2 separate regions of the Zea mays genome follow, and region 2 is linked to region 1. Evidence: chromatin contacts called from public Hi-C data. All regions are on one chromosome and are shown on one strand. Each heading gives the region's core, a stretch centred on a gene start, on an enhancer-like site or on the middle of the called end of the contact. The rest is flanking DNA. Distances are from core to core; before and after follow the strand shown.

Region 1 (3,519 bases), core at 700-3,199:
AAAAATTTCCTCTTGAAAAAGAAAAGGTGAAGAACTAATGATCTTTTTTTTTACCTATGTTGTGCAGAGATGTACTCACTCTTTTTCTTTTTTTTACCTATGGTTCTTCCCGACAAATCAATCGCACTTAGTTCCAGTTTCAATCCCACTAGATAAACTTTAGCAGCTTTTTTTAACTACTTTTAGCCATTTAGTGATCTAAACAGGAGAACTAATAATGGTGTGATAAAATTTAGCACATATTATCTCATAAGCTGCTCAAGGGGTGCTAAAAGTAGCTAAATGTGGGACAGGGAACCCCATTTTCCACCCATGCCCTCTAACCTCATTTCCTCTCTCTCCGTATTAGGAGCATATGTGTCTTTTTATTCCAATATGCTAAACTTTATTAGAGTAGTCCAAACACACCAAGGAACTAAACTTTAGCATTTCAATTTATATGGTTAAAGTTTAGCATTAAGCTAACTAAAATTTATCCAGTTAGATTGAAACAGGGCCTTGATTCTAAAATATTCATATTTATAGTATATAATCATTGAGTACCAGTACATAATCACTACCCTTAATTAGATAGTTTGTTGTCTTTAATAATACGTTTATTCGGAGATATAAATTGTCGTAAATATTTTTCTATAAATCTAGTCGGAGTCGAGGCGAAAAAAAATAATTGGCATGATTGTCACGGGCCACACTTAAATAGCGACGGACGGAGTACGCACATGTACCTTCGGGCCGACATAAACCTCTTTTTTTCAAATCCCACTATGGCCGATGCATGCTACGTCAACGTCCTTTAATTTCATCATCTTTCCTCCACTTGCATCGCGAAAAAGCCCATTTGTTTCTTTTTAGCCTTTTATTTAGAAGATAACAGTCACCATTATATATTTCTTTTCTGCGCACAAACAAGCTGGAGTGCTGGACGTACCTAGCGGTCTACTTGATCCGACAGTTGAAGGTCTGTTTGGTTCTCCACACTGAACTTTAGAGCCTTAATTATTTTATTAGAATATTTAGTTTATTTTTAATCTCTAATAAAGCTCTAGTGTAATAATAGAAGGCGAGGTAAAGTTTAGAGCTAATTTTAAACTATGCATCTAAACCTCTCGTTTAGAGTTTAGAGAGAAATCCAAACCGTTCATTGGTGGTGTGTTTCAGTACTCAGTCTATGTAGGATCTGATGGAGAGTTTACAAAAAAAGAAAATGGAGGAGGCAAAAAAAAAGTGAAGGATTTTACTGCGCTTGCTTGAAGTTGAATTCCAAGCGTGGCGTGGGGAAAGCACGTCTATGTCGTACCAGTTTGAGCTCGCGACGATCGTGGAAGGAACGAAGTGAGAACTAGCTACTCACAGATGAAGTCGATGACGAGGCGGCCATCGGAGAGCCTTCCGGTGGGGCGGCGGAAGAAGGTGCGTCCCTCGGGCAGGTTAATGTTCATCCCGTTGACCGCCGCCATGCCGCCCGTGTCGGAGTTGGAGTCACCGAAGTTGAAGATGACCACCGACGACGACGACGACGACGGGCGCGGTGGAGGAGTGGTGTCCCGCCGGGCACCAGCATCGGCCTCCACCGGCCGCGGCGCCACGGCCAGGAAGCCGTACCCCGCGGGGTCCGGCGCGTACCGGAGGCAGGCGAGGACGAACGCCGCCGCCACCCCGGCCATCACAAGGTAGTGGTGCAGCCGCAGCGTGGCGCCCGCCGCCTTGTTGCCCCCTCCGGCGCCTGCAACAACGCCGGTCATCCTCCTCGCTCTCTATGCCTAGATCCCCTTCCGATCTATCTAGTCTCTACACCGTCTGTGGTCACGCTCCGCGCGGATGCCCACCAAAAGCGAGCAAAGTCTCCTCTCGATCTCCCGCCGCGCCCGTGCAGTGCAGTGCAGGGCCGGGCGCGACTGCGTGCGTAGTATGTATAGGCGGCATGCAGCAGTTGAGGTTGAGAGGTTGAGGTGTGGCCTCAGCCTTTTTTCCCACAGTAGGTAGTACCGTAGTAGTAGCAGCATAGCATCTCCTCGTTGTCGGGAGATGACGAGACGTCGCACGACGACGAACCGACGGAGCGATACAATACAACAATGGTGGTGGGGAGAAAAGAAAAGGAAAAGGAAAAGGCCAAGCGCGCGGAGAAAGGCGATGCATTAACGCGCGTGTTTATGAATCGATCAGGACCCTCCGCTGGCATCTATGGCGCCATGCTTGGAGTCAAGGGCGGTTGGTGGGGTGGCGGGGTCTGTTGATGATGGTTTTTGCGATATACTCCAAGCATTTGGAGTAATAAAGGCTGGATGCGCGACGCGCGCGCGCGAGGGCGGAACGGCGACGGCGCATCTGATCGGCTTCGCTTGCTGCCTCGGGGACCGACGGCGGCGCGGGAGGGGAGGGACGGGACGACATCATCAGGTAGGTGCCGGGGCGCGCCCACCACCCGTCCGGCCCCGTGTGACTTGTTAATGGCGCAGGACCGCGGATACCGATCGACCTGTCGACTGTGCTTATGTAGGAGTACAGATCGGAAGCTCCCGCGTATATAGCTATAAGCTATAGTGGGCACCGCCGTCCCGTCCTGTGGCGGGAGCAGCAAGCAACAACGCCATCGCGAGCACGACAGTGGCCGCTCCGCTCGTGCGCGCGCAGACGGAGGAGAGCGGGCTGCGCGCGTCCTGTGGCACCGCATGACGCGCATTCGTCGTGCTCGAGAGCGACTTTATATTTATACACAAGACAAGAGTGAGCCCTACGGTTTAGGTTTACGCCCGGTGGCACCACACGACACGACGCTGGCTGGAACTGGAACCAGCAGGAAGGTTTTTTATCGATCTGTCGTGGCCTCCTTGGACGCACGGAAACGCATTCCTTGTCCGTCATGGCGACTGCTTCGGCCAGAGCGCGCGCGAGATGCCAAGTGCAAGCGTGACGTACGCTCGGGGGGCCCCACCAAGACAGAGCGAGCGGCACGGCGGTTGCGATGTCACTTTGCAATCAACGTACCAAGCTAGATGCGACCGAGCTAGCAGTTTTTTTGTTTTTCCACCGGCACCGGCGGGGTCTCGGGAGAGCTGGTAAAGTAGCCGGCCGACGGTGATGGGCAGACAGCTTGCGAGGGTTTCAACCGTCCGGACTCGGGAGAGAAGCTAGGTAGGTCCCAACCGCAGCAAGAAGGTACGTCGACGTCGCTCGAGGTGAGGCGGCCCAACAGCGCCTGCCCATGTGTTGTGCTCTGTGCAGGGAGAGGGTCCTTTTGGACGTGTCCGAAATCGGGAAAGATCAGCGTCGTCCTTGAACGGACCCCCCGGCCCCTTCTTCGCCCATCGCAACCCAACCATACACTACTCGATTCCACCAATCAGTCCGCGCTCGAGTCGTCCCGTCTAACTTGACAGTGTTGCCGAGTCACATCGGACTTTCAATTATTGTTGCCAACAAAAACAAAACCCCCGCCACTCTATGAGATCACACAGTACAAATTATGTATATGAAGAAATCGCCCACCTGATTTCCCGGGCTACGCCGTAAAGAACC
Region 2 (3,775 bases), core at 1,007-3,506, 250 kb before region 1:
GGCCAATGGCTGCCTCGCCAAAGTCAGGGTCCAAGACCTCCTCAAATCCTTCATTGTTCTCATCAAGTGGTACGGTCCTAATCTTGAAGCTAGCTGGCATCAATCCTTGCCCAGGGCTGTAACAATCAACAGTTTTCTCCCAGCTCTAATCATAAAAGAGAGGATCAATCAGTGACCAGCTCAAGAAAAACATCACACAAACAAGCCACCAGAGAGGAGTTCATCAAACACAAAATCCTTGTTTATTCAGTTTAACAAAAAAAATATTAGTGTTGTGTTGCCTCTTAGTAGTATAGATCAGTGTTCTTAAGGCGCCTAGGCGAGCAAGTGCACCAGACAACCGCCTTAGCGCCTAGGCGGCGCCTAGGCAGGTAAGACGAGCAAGGCGGCCAGTTTTGCCCGAGCGCCTGGACGCCTAGGCGACACCTTAAGAACACTGGTATAGGTCTTGTTACTGGTATAGGTCTTGTTACATGGTCATAGTCTGTTTGAATCAACTTTTACAGTCTTAAAAAAAAGAAAACATTTCACATTCCTTTCATCATTTTAGCATTGATTATTGCAATCTATCTAGTTGAACAAAAGAATTACAATTGAAAAAGGCGAGAAATAAACGGCCAGAAATGGTAACAAAAATACTTCAGCTAGAACTAAAAGAATTACAATCTATATAGTATTTTTATGATAATTGCAAAGTATAGTATTGTAAAACCATAGTTTTGACAAACATGGTTGCCTGTTTACTTCCAATCACAACTCCGCGAAAACAAAATCTTGCCGTACACGCCATTGACACTGTTGCTAACTAAATACTTCAGCTAGAACTAAATTCTTCTGGAATTTTAATTTTTGACCAGACGAGGAACTAGTAAGCAGGATCGGGATCAGCTCACCTGAAGCTGGAGGGTGTGGAGGAGGAAGTTGCGGACGATCTCGGTCTCGCCGCGCATGAGGAAGGCGAGCGCGGAGGGCACGAAGTCCCTGATGAAGACCTGGTCGTAGTTGAGCATCTCCGTGCACTCGGGGTCCTCCGCCGCCACCGTCCCCACGGGCTCGCCGCAGTAGCTGACGACCGCCCTCCGCAGCAGCCTCCACGCCTCCCTCTCTGTCTCCGTCTCCTCCCTCAAGGGGACGGCCGGCGCCACGGCCTCATCGGTCTGCAGCGCTGCCGCGTCCTCCTCCTCCTTGGAGGGCGGGGTCTCAAGCGGGAACGAGTCGGGAAAGAGGACGCGGTCGAAGAAAGGAAGGTTGCCGGAAACGGCAGCGCGGGGGTCGGAGGGGACGGGGGCTGGTACAGGGGTGGGAGGAGTGCCCGGGCCGGCCTGCGACTGCGACGCCGCGGAGACGAGGAAGGGGAGGCGCCGGCCGTACGGGGGGTGGTGCGGGTGGGGCAATCTGGGGAAGAGCGAGGTCGCGGTGCCCGCCGCCGTCTTTGACGCCGCGGCGGCGGAGGCGGACGAGATGAGGCGGCTGCAGCACGGCCTCACTGCTACGGCGGCGAGCCCCATCGGGGTTTGACCATTCATATGGCAAGCTCCGGCGAAGGGCACGGGCGCGCGGCGGAGAAACCTTGAGGGATCTACACGCAAGAAACAGGCAAAGCTAACTTGTGCCAAATATTTGGTCCACGAGTGCTCGTTCTGCGGAAGTGCGAAGGGCCGGTTCGGTTTGGGTTAGGTGGGGACTGGGGAGCATAAGGCAGAGGAGAGCTGGGAGGGAGCCAGGCTTTTTTTTATAGGGGCTGTTTGATTTCCTTTTCTCGGAGCCTGGCCACCGTGGCTTGTATATTTGAGGAGGCAGGCTCCTTTTAGGCAGGTCCAGCATGTGCAATACTGACAGCAAGAGCCTTTCTTTGGTGGGTTATTGACTTGTTGGAGCTTCTACAAATCAGATATAATTTATGTTTGGCTGCATTTATGAGTATATAAAAGTGATATAAATAAAATTAATATTTAAATTTATATAACAAGTGTGATCAAGTTTTGTTCCTACCATGTTAAAAACATAAAAGCAAAATCAGTTTGATAATTAAATATCTTAACTAAAAGATATATAATAAAAGAACGAGTTTAAAGTCACCCGCTTTCTATGGGCCTATGGCACACCAGGCTAGAGAGCCTCGCTTGCATCTGTTTTCCCAGGTCAATGATAGTGTACATGTAACCAACCACATAAAAATGCTAATAATGTTATATACCGCCGGCGAGGTCTAAAATGTTGCAAGCAAAAGCAACCAGACAGCTCATAAAAGATCGCGCGGTAGCTGGTGGGGTCCACCTTGGATTTAAAGGTCACGTTTCTGAAGTTTTTTCCCTGCATGCAGCATGCCCATTGGCTAAATGGAGAAATGGTGGTCATTGTCCTTCTTTTGGCTGTAGGGCTGGATGAAATTACCATCGTGAAAATCGTGTTTGGGTAATGTATTTTTCTCATGCTTAGAAATTCATGGTATAATTTTAAATTAGCACCGTGTATATCTTTTATTTACTATATTAAATCATCAGTTTCAACGGTCGTCCCGTGTCAATATTTTTTAAAAAAATCCTACATTTCTTTATAATCAACCCGCAATTTTATAATCTCTTCTATACTGCTATAATAGGAGAGTTTATGTAAAAAAATAAGGTGAAATTATGTATAATTGAGTGTTCTAAACCTTGTTGTTGGCACTATATTCACCTAATCAATAGAAAACATATATTTTGTGCTTTATTAAAACAAAATTTATCGTATGTTATATATATATATATATATATAGTTTATATATTTGAAGCCCTGGCCTCTTTCTAACTAAAGAAAGCCCTGACCACAGAACAGCCGACCAGGTGCGCCTGCACGCACCGCACGGGTCCGACCTCCATATTGTGCATGTGTAACCCCCACGCGCACACACACAAAATCCACCCATCGAATTGTTATCACACCCAGCCACAAAAACCTAACCGCTCTCCATCCCACATCCGTCGTCGCCATTCCTCCGCACGCATCGCAGAACCCGCCCTCGCTGTCTCCATGCACGCCCTCGCCGCCACTCATCCTCCTATCCCCATTCACCTCATCTCCCCCTCGGACGACGCAAGGGGTGGTCGCCGATCCCTCCCTCCCAGACATCAAGAATGGTGTCGTGCCCTGGGTCCAAGAAGGGGCAGGGTGCTGGAGGAGTGATGAGCTGCTCGATGGCGATGCGCGGACGACGAGGAAGGGCCCCTGATGCAGCGAGAACGAGAAGGTCGTGTTCATCAGCATCGTGGTAAGTAGATCCTGCACATTCACTCTGTATGGTTGCTTTTTGTTTACGTTTTTTTCTTGTCTTGTTGGATAGATCGAGCTTCTTCGTGTTAGGAGTCTTCAAGTCTCTAGGTATTGAATTAAAGAACAGGTTCAACTTTGCTTTGTTGGGAGTCCTAGTGGGGAGATATGCTAGCAGGTAATGGCTCAGCTTGGATCATAACACTGACTGGAATTCATTTGTGGCCAGGTCCATGCGTGGTTATTGTGTGGAAATTTTCATGACAAGAAAGCTAATATAAAGGGGATTTACTTGCCTAGTCCAGATCTGCCAGCTTTCCTTGATATGGTTTACTGAAAGATCTGACGTGCCTTGTCAAACATGGTCCCAACTTTTCCTTGCGAAATTTACGAGTTGGCATTGTATCAATTGGAAATCCTTTTTGTATAGAGGGCATCACAATGAAACTAATCTGTGTCTTGGACTTGGCATGTTCCTTTATTTTGGTGAACTTAGAGCTAGGAATATTTTCTGTGCGAACCGGGA

Evidence for each region. A called contact is a pair of places that touch in the nucleus more often than the background predicts.
Region 2: a Hi-C map of endosperm shows a contact between it and region 1, with 6 times the contacts expected there. The contact joins the promoter of LOC103650144 here to the promoter of LOC100284892 in region 1. A contact is called at or near these places in 2 of 25 Hi-C or Micro-C datasets (bundle sheath and endosperm).

The regions. Positions count from the first base shown.
Region 1 is chr3:61,089,575-61,093,093 of Zm-B73-REFERENCE-NAM-5.0, reverse strand. It overlaps LOC100284892 (alpha-L-fucosidase 2), which reads right to left and starts at 1,949. Exons shown (of 5, transcript NM_001370684.1): 1 at 1,352-1,949. The coding sequence starts at 1,742.
Region 2 is chr3:61,341,094-61,344,868 of Zm-B73-REFERENCE-NAM-5.0, reverse strand. LOC103650144 (neutral/alkaline invertase 1, mitochondrial) reads right to left here and starts at 2,256. Exons shown (of 6, transcript XM_008675791.2): 1 at 894-2,256; 2 at 1-145. The coding sequence starts at 1,526. It overlaps LOC103650143 (a long non-coding RNA gene), which reads left to right and starts at 2,779. Exons shown (of 3, transcript XR_002268359.2): 1 at 2,779-3,250; 2 at 3,323-3,360; 3 at 3,479-3,775.